Linked DNA regions of Rattus norvegicus: region 2 is linked to region 1. A link is a contact called in public Hi-C data. All regions are on one chromosome and are shown on one strand. The core of a region is the stretch at or near the end of the contact, and the rest is flanking DNA. Distances in the headings are between cores, read along the strand shown.

Region 1 (5,616 bases), core at 2,558-5,057:
TATTTTAGGTATTTACATTTCAAATGTTATCCTCTTCCCCCGTCCCATACTCCCTCACCTTCCCCCTGCTTCTATAAGGATGTTCCCTTTCCTACCCACCCACTCCCACCTCACCGCCCTGGCATTACCCTACATTGGGGAAATGAGCCTTCACAGGACCAAGGGCTTCTCCTCATATTGATGCTGGACAATGCCATCCTCTGCTACATGTGTCGTTGGCGTCATGGGTCCCTCCATGTGTACTCATTGGTTGGTGGCTTAGTCCCTGGGAGCTCTGGTGGGGTCTGGTTGGTTGACATTGTTGGTCTTCCTATGGGGTTGTAAACCCCTTCAGCTCCTTCAGTCCTTCCCCTAACTCCTCCACTGGGTCTGTGGGTGGCATGAAACTCCTCCTTCTTGCTGTGCTGCCTGGATTAGATTAGATTTTATTTTTAGGAGTCCTAGGTTTGAGATAGCTTTGGCCATAAAGTCAGGCATCCAGCTAGCGTGAACAAAAGATTGTTATTTGTTCTGCCCCTGACTGATATAGGACCAATACCACCAACAAAGTCTTGTTGGAATGGGTGTGTGTCACTGTGGACATGGCCTGGTTGGAGTAGGTGTGGCCTCATTGGAGTGGGCGTGGCCTTGTTGAAGTAGGCGTGACCTTGTTGGAGTAGGCATGGTCTTGTTGGAGTAGGTGTGGCCTTGCTGGAGTAGGTGTGGCCTTTGCCCATTGCCCCTGTTGGGATTGTTCTTAACAATTTTAAGATGATATGTTAATCAAAAAGATTTTTTTCCAGGATCATAGGGACCTTACAAGAAAGGTTGAGACATCGGGGATAATGAGCGGTGGGGATCCATTGCTCCCTAGATCTGAGGGTGGAAGAGACCACATTATGGGGGAGGGGGAGGTGGGGTCTTCCAACAACAGCTCTGGTCAATGGTGGACCTAGCAACAGTCACGGCAGGCTGATACGCCAAAGCTTGATGTGCAAAATCAACACCCACTGAAGCCGGGAAGCAGAGGGCAAGGGCTTGCGTAGGCGCTGCAGTCCTAAGGCACAGAGCAGGGAGCTCAGAGCATGGGGGCCGCTGAGAACGACAGCCTACTACCTATACAGACCAGGAATAAAAGTGGGAATTTAGAGCCAAATAAGTCTCCTTACTTATCAGGAAGATCAAGGTAATGTCTAAATGTGGGGGACACCTTGGGAAACAACGGAGATAGCATGGAAGTTATTTTAAATGCGAATGGTGGTGAAAGGTACCTGGGTATACTGCATCAGCATGTGTCGGCCTATCAGAATATACGCATCAGCATGTGTCGGCCTATCAGAGTGTACAGATCAGCATGTGTCGGCCTATCAGAGTATACGCATCAGCATGTGTCAGCCTATCAGAATATACGCAACAGCCATGTGATCCTATCAGAGTGTACACACCAGCATGTGTCGGCCTATCAGAGTGTACGCATCAGCATGTGTCGGCCTATCAGAGTGTACACATATGGGTCTCCCGTGCGATCCTATCAGAGTACCGGGATCACCCGTGCGATCCTATCAGAGTACGGGGATCACCCGTGCGATCCTATCAGAGAACCGGGACCACCCGATCACCCGTGTGATCCTATCAGCGTGCATGCATCACCCATGCGATCAGGATTTCATTTTTTTTTTTTGTTTTCATCAGAAAGTTAACGACTTTTTTTTTTATACAAGTCCTTGTGAGTGTTTTATGGGAAACCATTTTTTAATATGTATTTAATTGTTTGTGGACACAGAGCACTGCGCGTGCATGTGAGGTCCGAGGAAAGTCTTCTCCTCCCACCACATGGGCTCCAGGGACCAAACTCCCACTTGGGTGGCCTCTTCACCCACCGAGCTATGCTGTTACCAGAAAATAATGGTGAGCTCACAAAAAAGCGACAATTAAAACTAAAAACTAAAAAAGAAGGAAGACAGGTAAAGGCAAAGTAATTTATGCTCGCAAGGCTGATGACCTGAGCTCGACCCTTGGAGGGAAGGACTCCTGAAAACTGTCCTCTGACCTACAACCCTCCCTTAGTCAAAAATTAACTATAAAAAAAGATTTAGTGATTTTTTTTGTATTTGTATATGCTGGGATTTTTTTAAAAATTAAACATATTTTTGTTTCTTAAAGCTCTTCAATTTTGTAAATGTTTGTATTTCCTGGAGAGGGCGCACACCCATGATCCCCAGGCCCTTCTGGGTTCTAGGCCTCCTAATCTGGGGCTTTGTTACAGCCGCGGTCCAAATTGTTGTGATTGTAACTGGTCACATTGTAAATTCTCACACCCAACTTTGTTGCTTAAAAAGAGAGAGATTGGGGCTGGGGATTTAGCTCAGTGATAGAGCGCTTACCTAGGAAGCGCAAGGCCCTGGGTTCGGTCCCCAGCTCCGGAAAAAAAGAACCAAAAAAAAAAGAGATTATTATTATTATTATTATTATTATTATTATTATTATTATTTTAACTGTACATGCCTGGGTATGTATATATGTGCCTGCGTAGAGCTCTGTGAACATGCCTGCAGTGCTTGGAGAGGACAGAAAAGGGTGGAAGAGTCCCTGGGGCTGGAGGATAGGGTGTTGTGATCTGCCCCATGTGGGCTGGGAACAGTAGGTGTGACCTCTGGCAGAGCAAAGTGTGTGCTCTTGGCTTCAGAACCCCCTTGGCTCTGAACCCCCTGCCGGTGTTCCTTATAGGATACACGCAGGTCATGAAGAGTGGTGCATGTATATGATGTGTGTCAGTGTGTGACACACGATGCACTTCTAACTCACTCTGACTGGCATTGTTCTAATGTGCAAACCCAGCAGAAATGTTAATTTTTATAAGGCCTAGGACTGGAGTCATCCATTCCAAAGGAGGCTTCGTCCTTAAAGAGTTGTCACTGGGCCTCACGCACGTTTAACCCTGGTTCCATGCGATTGAGTTATTATTACCAGTTAACGAGGACACTTAGACTAGCCTAGTTGTGACCCTCCTTTGGATTCAGCAGAAAGCCTTCTGAGACAGTTTGGGCCGATTGTCCCTCAGAGGCCTGCTCCTCTGTGGCCCTGACCTCCCTTTCACCCTTGGCTCTTCCAAACCTCTCCTCCTCACAGGCTACTCTCTTCCTCTGGTCTTGAAAGCTTATCGAATTAATTTTTCTAGGAAAAAAGGGGGGGTGACAAACTCTGATAGCAATCATCCTTACAACTTTAGGTAGAACAATTACGCATTTCTTTCTTAAGGAAAAGTCTGCTTTTCCTTAAGACTGGAGCTTTAAGCACAAGAAAGGAGGTGCTGAAAAAAAAATCAATGGTTAAATTGGCCCAAAGTGGAACTGCCAAAGGCCCTGCCTTTCAGATCTGGTCAGCATGGTGGTGTCCCTTCTGTCACTCAGTCCTTGGGCTGAGCCCTCCCAAGAGGGACCCTGTCTTCTGTCCACTGTCCTCTCCTCCCCACCCCCACTCCATTCTCTTCTGTGGTGCTGTGGATTAGAACCACGGGCCCCACAGCCTTGCTGCGGAGGGCCCCATCACGGAACTGTACCCCCACCCCTCCCTCTTCCCCTTTTTTGTTCAGCAAAAACACCAGGGGGAAGGAGGGAAAGATGGTTTAACAGGGAGAAAGGAGTGTCCGTGGGATGGAGCACAACTGTATAAGTCAGCTTAGCCCTCGCTCTCCCGCTGCCCAGTAAAGAAGCTGCAGGTAGCACAGGCAGCCGCGTGAGTGCAAGCATGAAGAGGGAGGTTCAGCGAGGAGCAGAACAGCTGCAGGGGAGGCCTCCCCTCTCTCTCCTTCCCATTTCCTTCCTTCTTTCTCCACCCCCAGTCACGTTCTCTTCTTGGTCTTAAAGGATCCTCTGTCGTTTTGACAGCACCAACAGCTACCAACACTGAGGATCGGGGAACCGAGGAAAAGCTAACCTTCCTCTCTGTGGCCAGCCTTTTCAGTTAGATTTAAGATTGAAAACCAAAACCAAACAATTATCCACGCTTTACGATCAAAACTAGTTTTGAAATGTAACTCTCATCTGCCTTTATTCGAGAAGTGGCGGGAGGTTCTGGAAGCCAGAGTTTGCTGTGCTCTTGGGTGTGACTGAGGAGAAGGAGAGGGAGGGCTCTTAGGACAGGAGAGAGCTGCAGTAGGCTCCCCTGTACTGTGCACACCCTAGCAAGGGAGGCACAGAAACGCACATTAGACCCTCTCAGCAATCATAAAGCTCAGGATGACCCCAACAAGCCAGACTTTATGTGAGGCCGAGTGGGTGTGGAGAGAGGAGGCTCTGAGGACACAGAACACTGAGTTCCACTCAGAAAGAGTCTGTGTGTATTTTAGTGTCTCTGAGAGCTGTTTACCGAGGGAAAGGATGGTAGAAAATGTACTCATTACAGGGCTGTTTGAACGTCTAAACCTGACTTCAGTGTCTAAGGTGAGCAGCCTGAGTAAATAAGGCTAAAATTACCTCAGGTTTCTGTCTGCAGTAATTTTCCCCTCCCGGTGCCGTTCTACTTTGGGTAAAGCTCCTTAGAACACCAGCCAGGATTCCCACAGCAGACTGCACGATCTCAGGGTCCTCAGCTCAGCACACCTGCGTGGAAATCCACTTCACCCGAGAAAACTGAAGATGAACGCTTTAGTTTATTTTTGTTTATGTATCTGTGGATACATGGGTGCATGAGTGAGTGGAGATGCCGAAAGGCGTCAGGCCCTCTGCAAGACAGAAAATGCCACTGAGCATTGAGCCACCTCTCTAATCTCCTGAATGCATAGTTTAACATTTCGCCTCTTTGACACATTCCATATACAGACCATTGGGTTCTATCTTTCACACTACTCCTGTGTTTACAATTTCCATAAGTGTCCGCGGTGCCTTGTGTCACTGCGGGTTTGAGCAGTAGGTCCGTGCAAGGGCTATCAATTTACTTGGGGTGGGGGAATCTGGGCACTTTGTTTGTGCTGGGCAGTGGGAGGGATGCTATGCCTAGGGACCCTGGGGTATAGTTTCTAACTCTGGAGCTAACATGCCGACAGGTCTCAAATAGCAATCACCTAATGTTTTTATGATTAAAATAAAGGTAAATAGAATAAAACACACACACACACACACACACACACACACATACACACACACACACACACACACACAGAGAGAGAGAGAGAGAGAGAGAGAGAGAGAGTTAATAACAGACTAAATCTTATGCCTAATCTCTTCCCCTGCCCCACCAACAGTGCCCCCTAGTGGTGAACTGAGAAGATGGTGGTGGAGGAGGGAAAAAAAACGGTACTGGAATTTTCATGAAAACGTAAACTTTTACGATTCCACTTGGTAAGCTGAATGCTATATTTGGGAAGAAGAATGAATCTTTGCAGAGGATCACAGCAGATAGCTTAAGATGTGGGCGTTTCAAAGTCAGCCTTACTTAGTGGCTAGCCTGAATGCACGCCCATCTGTGCGTCAGAAATTGTAAGTCTATGATGGTGAGACGGCTCAGCTGTTAAAGAGGTGCCTGCACCAGCTCCGAAAAAAAGAAAAGAAAAAAAAGGTGCCTGCAGTCATGTCTGATGGGCTGAGTTCAACGCCGTGATCTACTTAGTGGAAGGAGAAAAAAAAACCCGACCCCGAG
Region 2 (5,552 bases), core at 2,098-4,597, 930 kb after region 1:
AACAGGACAGATGTATATATATCAGACTTAGGGGCTGGAGAGATGGCTCACTCACTGCTCTTCCAGAGGTCCTGAGTTCAAATCCCAGCAACCACATGGTGGCTCACAACCATCTGTAATGGGGTCTGATGCCCTTTTCTAGTGTGTCTGAAGACAGCTACAGCAGACTCATATAAATATAATAATAAACAAATCTTTAAAAAAATACATCAGACTTAAAGTCACTGAGTGGGTAAATTATTTTATTATGAAAAGTTGAAGCCAAGAACAACAGTATATGTGTGTGCACGCGCGCGCGCGCGCACACACACACACACACACACACACATATAATACCAACACTAGGAAGGCAGAGACAGCACACACATGTGCACACACATGCACACACATACACATGTTCACATATGCACATTTACACACAGAAACACATCCATGTACACATACACACATAGTTGTACACACACACACACACACACACACAAAGATGTTTTAAATTAAAAAAAAAACACTGAAAACTACACAATTGCATAGGAAGAAACAGGTAACAAAACCAGAGACTCGAACCCATGGTGGTAACGGTGGTAATAAAATGAACAGGGCAGGGCCTTCTCTCTGGAGCTCGGAGGTCCTCAGGTGACCTGCCTCTCAGGCTAAATAAAGAGAAGGGTGTGTAGAAAGGGCAACCCTGACTTAACCCGCACAGCCACGCCTTCCTGCCTTAATCTCTCCTTCTAGATTTAGAAAACGCGCACTTCAAGGTGATGATTAGAGCCTGTACTAATGCTGCCCACACTGCCTGCTTACCCCCCCTCCCCAGCCCGCTGACCTTCGAAAACAATCACACTTTCCGTGGCCCCAGAAGACACATTTGCATACAGGGAGCATGGCTTACGGACACGGGTGTGAAATCTGTGCCCATCTCTGTGATCGTTAGAGGTCAGCTCCAGTCATGGGTTAATTTGGAGTCCAACTCTGAACCTCAATGTTCCAAGGACAGAAAGCTAAGGTACTTCAGACTTTTTGCCTATGGTGACACCTCCCAATTCTTTTTTGTTTAAATTATGTTGAAATCTTCCATTTATTTGGTGGAGGATGGAGGGCCATTTCCAACTAGGAAAGTTCACTTTTATCTGTGCAAAACTTGACTCTGAAGAGTTGGTGCACTAGTTTTTATCAGATTGGAAAAAATAAGATGACCCTCTTTTAAAAATTAGTATCTTTGACCTAAAGTATCTTCGACCTAAATTGCAAAGAAAAACATGCATGTGCTGTATATGGTTTTGTATTAAATGAAATCTTTCCCCTCAAGCCCTTAAACAGCCTGTGCCGTCACCGTGCAAATGAGAAAACTAGACTGTGGGCATGAAAGTGTCGATATTTTTAATAAATATCACTTATAAAATAAAATAATCAAAGAAAACATTTTTAAACTTTCATGCTACTGCAGGCATTTTTAAATTACATAAATGAAGCCCCGGATTCATGGTAAGTGTCCTCTAATATCCTTGCAGCTGAATGCTGGATTGATCAGAACAATACAATGTTTACAGCCTCTGTGAAAGTCCGGGAGACACAAAGGATGATTGTACCCACGGCCGGCCTGCCCGAGTGAGTGCTGCTGCTGGTCTTTTCTGCTGACACAGAATGGATTTCATCCTGTATGTTACCACTGTCCTTGGCTGCTGGTTCACTCATAGTGATGTCCACTCACCTGTGCACAAACTAACACTGCTGTGTCTCACATGTCTTTCTTCAGTCTCCTGAAATTATCTCATTATAAACGGACCCTCCATGTTTCTCTGTCCACCCGTTTGCCTGTTTCTCTCACCACCCCTGCCCTCAAGCATTCATAAATTCACACCTGATCACATGTAAAAGACTCTTGGATGCCTCCCACAGTGGCCCTGCTCCTCCGGAAACATTTTGGATTCTGCCAAAGGAAACACTCCTTCCTTGGAACTCTGCAGCCCCCAGCCGTTTCTAATACAAACACTCCTGTTGCTATTAGTGTTGGATACATTTGTAACCATCCTTCGATCCTTCAAAACAAGCCTGTGCTCTGTGCTTGGACTTTGTATGTTGTTTTAAAGGTGTTCGATTCTACAGAGTAAGAGTCACATCTGGAATATGTGACAACCAGACATCAAACTTTAGCAGTGGAAATGAGAAAGTCCTATGAATACCAAGTGGTGAGCCTGCAGGTCTCACACTACACGAGGCAGACGGTTGGAAAGGACTCTACTCCAGAGAAACAACCACTAGTCAAGGACAGGAGGCTCAGCCGTGGTCCACACAGGTCATCCTCAACATCAGTGCAGACACCAGGGGGTTGGATGCAGGGGCTGGAAACAGAGTAGCTGACTATCTTTGACAAGTGCTGGGCAGAATGTGAGGAGCCCCTTCTAGAAAAATTCCAAAGGTGACTGATAAAATATTTAAGATGCCTCTTTTCAATAGGAACTCAGAAACCACAAAAGTTCATAAAAATTTCAGAGCAGAAATTCACTGGTATTGACTGGTGTCCCTTCCAACCTTAGTCCATGCTGGTAACCTATATTCTGAGTTCTAGTATTGGGGCTAGGGAGGTGCACACATGCACGCACGCGCGCGCACACACACACACACACACACACACACACACACACACACACAGAGGGAGAGAGAGAGAGAGAGAGAGAGAGAGAGAGAGAGAGAGAGAGAAGTCTGGTTGCAAAGAAAGATGAAAGTTCTGGCCAGAAGCCACAGATCTCCAAGCATGAAAGGGAGACGTCACAGCAGTGAGTTAAGGAAGACGACACAGCCCCCTGGGCAGACAAAAGTACATGCATAGCTTGGCCTTCGCTCTGGCTATGGTCTAAGGGTCTCAAGCCCCTGTGCGCAAAAAAGCCCACTCTCAGGATCTAAGACTAGAATTCCCATTCATAAAGAGGCCCCCAAAGTCCCAATCCGAAAATCTGTATTTAGTGTGGCTAAACAGACTCCCCCAAAGTGCCACAGAACGTTCTCTAGACTAAATCCAGGCCTCAGAAGAATTCCACACAGAATGTACCTTCATAATAACAACAACAACCACACTAAAGGCCTGAAGGAAGTCGCCTCAGGAGCTTCCGCGGGAACAGCTGAAAACTAGACAAGCCTTCCTAAGAAAAGGCGTGCCCCGCCCCCTCCATCTCCTCAGCGAGGGTGGGGGGCAGAAGGACACACACCAGCAGCCATTATCGAAGGCTAGAGTGACCATCCAGAAGGCACACGCAATGTTAACTTTGCAGCGCGGGACCAACCAGACTCTGAAGAATCTTCAGCTTCGGAGGAGCTAAAACCCTTGTCCGCCTCAAGGCAGCGTGCAGATCTCTGCAGGCTCAGACCAACAGCGCCCCCTGGCAACAGGCTGAGGCAACTGCAATTCCCCCGAGAAGGAAAGCACCCTCTTCAACCTGCGGAAGATTATCAGCGCATACTGACTCAGTCAAATAGCTACAGCATCTCATAACCATAGAGATTTCCTCAGATGAATATGACTCAGTCGAGAGGTACTCACAAGAGTGCCTCCTCTGTTCCCACAGACACTGGGCGCACTACACACTCACACATGTAGGCAAAAGGCACATACACATTAAAAAAAAATCTTAAGAAGATAAAAAAAATTTTAAAAAATTAGAAAAGCAACTCTAGCCATGTATGCACAGGATATCAGGTAGGCATGAACCCAAACATTTAAATCAATAAAGCCTGGTGAAAACCACCAAGCAAATGTGAAAAAAAAATCAGTTTCCCATTATGAGAAATTACCACGGCTGGAGTTAAAATTCCAGCTGGTATGGTAAACTCCAAATAGGATGTGGGTGAGACAAGAGGGTATGAGTTTAAATAAATTACTAAGTGCTTCCTGCGGGGTGACACAGGCTTGAGAAAGAGAAAACAAAATCTACCACACGTATGCACGCCGACATTACTGCCACAGGCATAATAACGAGGTTCAATATAATACTCAGCTGGGGTTTCAAAGTTAAGATACAGCTGCATTCACAGTGAAGCCCTTCACAGCCACAGTGGGCGCCCAGAAGTCAAAGAGTAACACCTGAGGGTCCCGGGGTTGTTGTCTAAACTCATCTCCATTGCCCTCTGGCCTCACTGACTGAGGTGCGGCCAGTCCAACCCACCATTCCTCAGGATGGCTAGTCCAGCTAACCAGCTTGCTCTGGGCACGCCCCATCTCTGGCTTGTGATGCTAGAACTACAGGCCACCTGCCAACCGGTTCCAAACCTCCAAACTCCTGGCCCCCGCATTTGTGCGGCAAGGGCGTCAACCACTGAGCCATCTCCGCAGCCCAGCGTCGTTATCTGGTACACCCAGGCAAACAGAACCTCATCACCTGCCCAAACAGAACTTAGCTTTATCAAAATAATGATCGGTTAATCAATCAGTTAATTAATCTCTCCTTCTGAACCAACTAATGGAATCAAAATAACAACGGTGATGGTTGTCCTGCACGTAAACAGTAATGGGGATGGGAGGTATGGTGACTTTCACACACCGTTGGAGGAAAACACTTGCTCCAGAGCACAGCACATGGGACGCTTGGCTCCCAGACACAAACCTGAAGAAGTACCTCTTGAACGGGCTCAAGAGGAAGAAGCATGCCCAAGCTGTCACAGTAATAGCAAAGTTTCTTAAAACACCAGTCCATGGCCAGCTCACTAGAAAGCCATGTATGACCATGTGCCAATGCGGACTAGAGCTTTGGTGAATTATTGCCATACTCAACAAGGATAGGAGACAACAGACCCAGAATAGCCCGGAGGAAGTATTTTCTATATATTTCTTCTGTTTTATTAACATGCACTACACATAGGAGAGAACCATTAAACAAGGAAGCTTGCGAACTTGTGGGAGCAGTTTATTCTGGGTACGGAAAGACCACAGGGGTTTCCTTCCAGTAGTGGTTCTATTTCATAAGATACACACCATTCAAAGTTGTTCCTTACTGCTGTGATCAAACTTTCTGGACACATGGGGAGTAAGGGGTAAAGGGATACAGTCCAGGCCACAGGGCATCATGGAAGGAACCCGAAACAGAAACCACTGGCTCAGATATAAACGTGTCCAGGCTTCCGACAGGCACTAGGAGGAACTCCCAGGACAGGTTCCCTCATCCCTAAGCAGGGGACTCAGTTCATTCTAGGTGGTGCTGTGCACAGATACAGCACTGGACTGCTCTTGCTAGGAATATGACCAGGAGACAGAGCAGCTCAGAATTGAGCCCACTGGTCCATGATGACAAGACTGAAGGAGAAATTACAGTTAGAGGGGCTTGAGGGTTGGCTCAGGAGTTAAGAGCATTGGCTGCTCCTTCAGAGGATCTGAGTTCCGTTCCCAGCACCCACACTGAGTAGCTCACCGCTGCCTGTAACCCCAGCTGTGGGGGATCCAACACCCTCTTCTGGACTCTACAAACCCCCATGCACATACACGAAACCAAATCTTAAGATGAATAATTAGATAAAGTTGGACCCTTGTTCGTTGTCTTTTCTAGTATCTAATATTAGTTCTT

Evidence for each region. A called contact is a pair of places that touch in the nucleus more often than the background predicts.
Region 2: a contact with region 1 is called in a Hi-C map of the A7r5 cell line, with 6 times the contacts expected there. The contact joins two enhancer-like sites. A contact is called at or near these places in 3 of 12 Hi-C or Micro-C datasets (the A7r5 cell line, Schwann cells and psoas muscle).

Annotation. Positions count from the first base shown.
Region 1 is chr4:180,045,059-180,050,674 of GRCr8, forward strand. No RefSeq gene overlaps it. Among named protein-coding and RNA genes, the nearest start is that of Lmntd1, 80 kb to the right of the region's middle. Within about 2 kb of position 3,808, at least 10 of the 93 cell types and tissues checked have an H3K27ac peak or open chromatin away from gene starts, as enhancers often do.
Region 2 is chr4:180,975,919-180,981,470 of GRCr8, forward strand. The region is part of intron 26 of Itpr2 (inositol 1,4,5-trisphosphate receptor, type 2); the gene reads right to left. Among named protein-coding and RNA genes, the nearest start is that of Itpr2, 160 kb to the right of the region's middle. Within about 2 kb of position 3,348, at least 37 of the 93 cell types and tissues checked have an H3K27ac peak or open chromatin away from gene starts, as enhancers often do.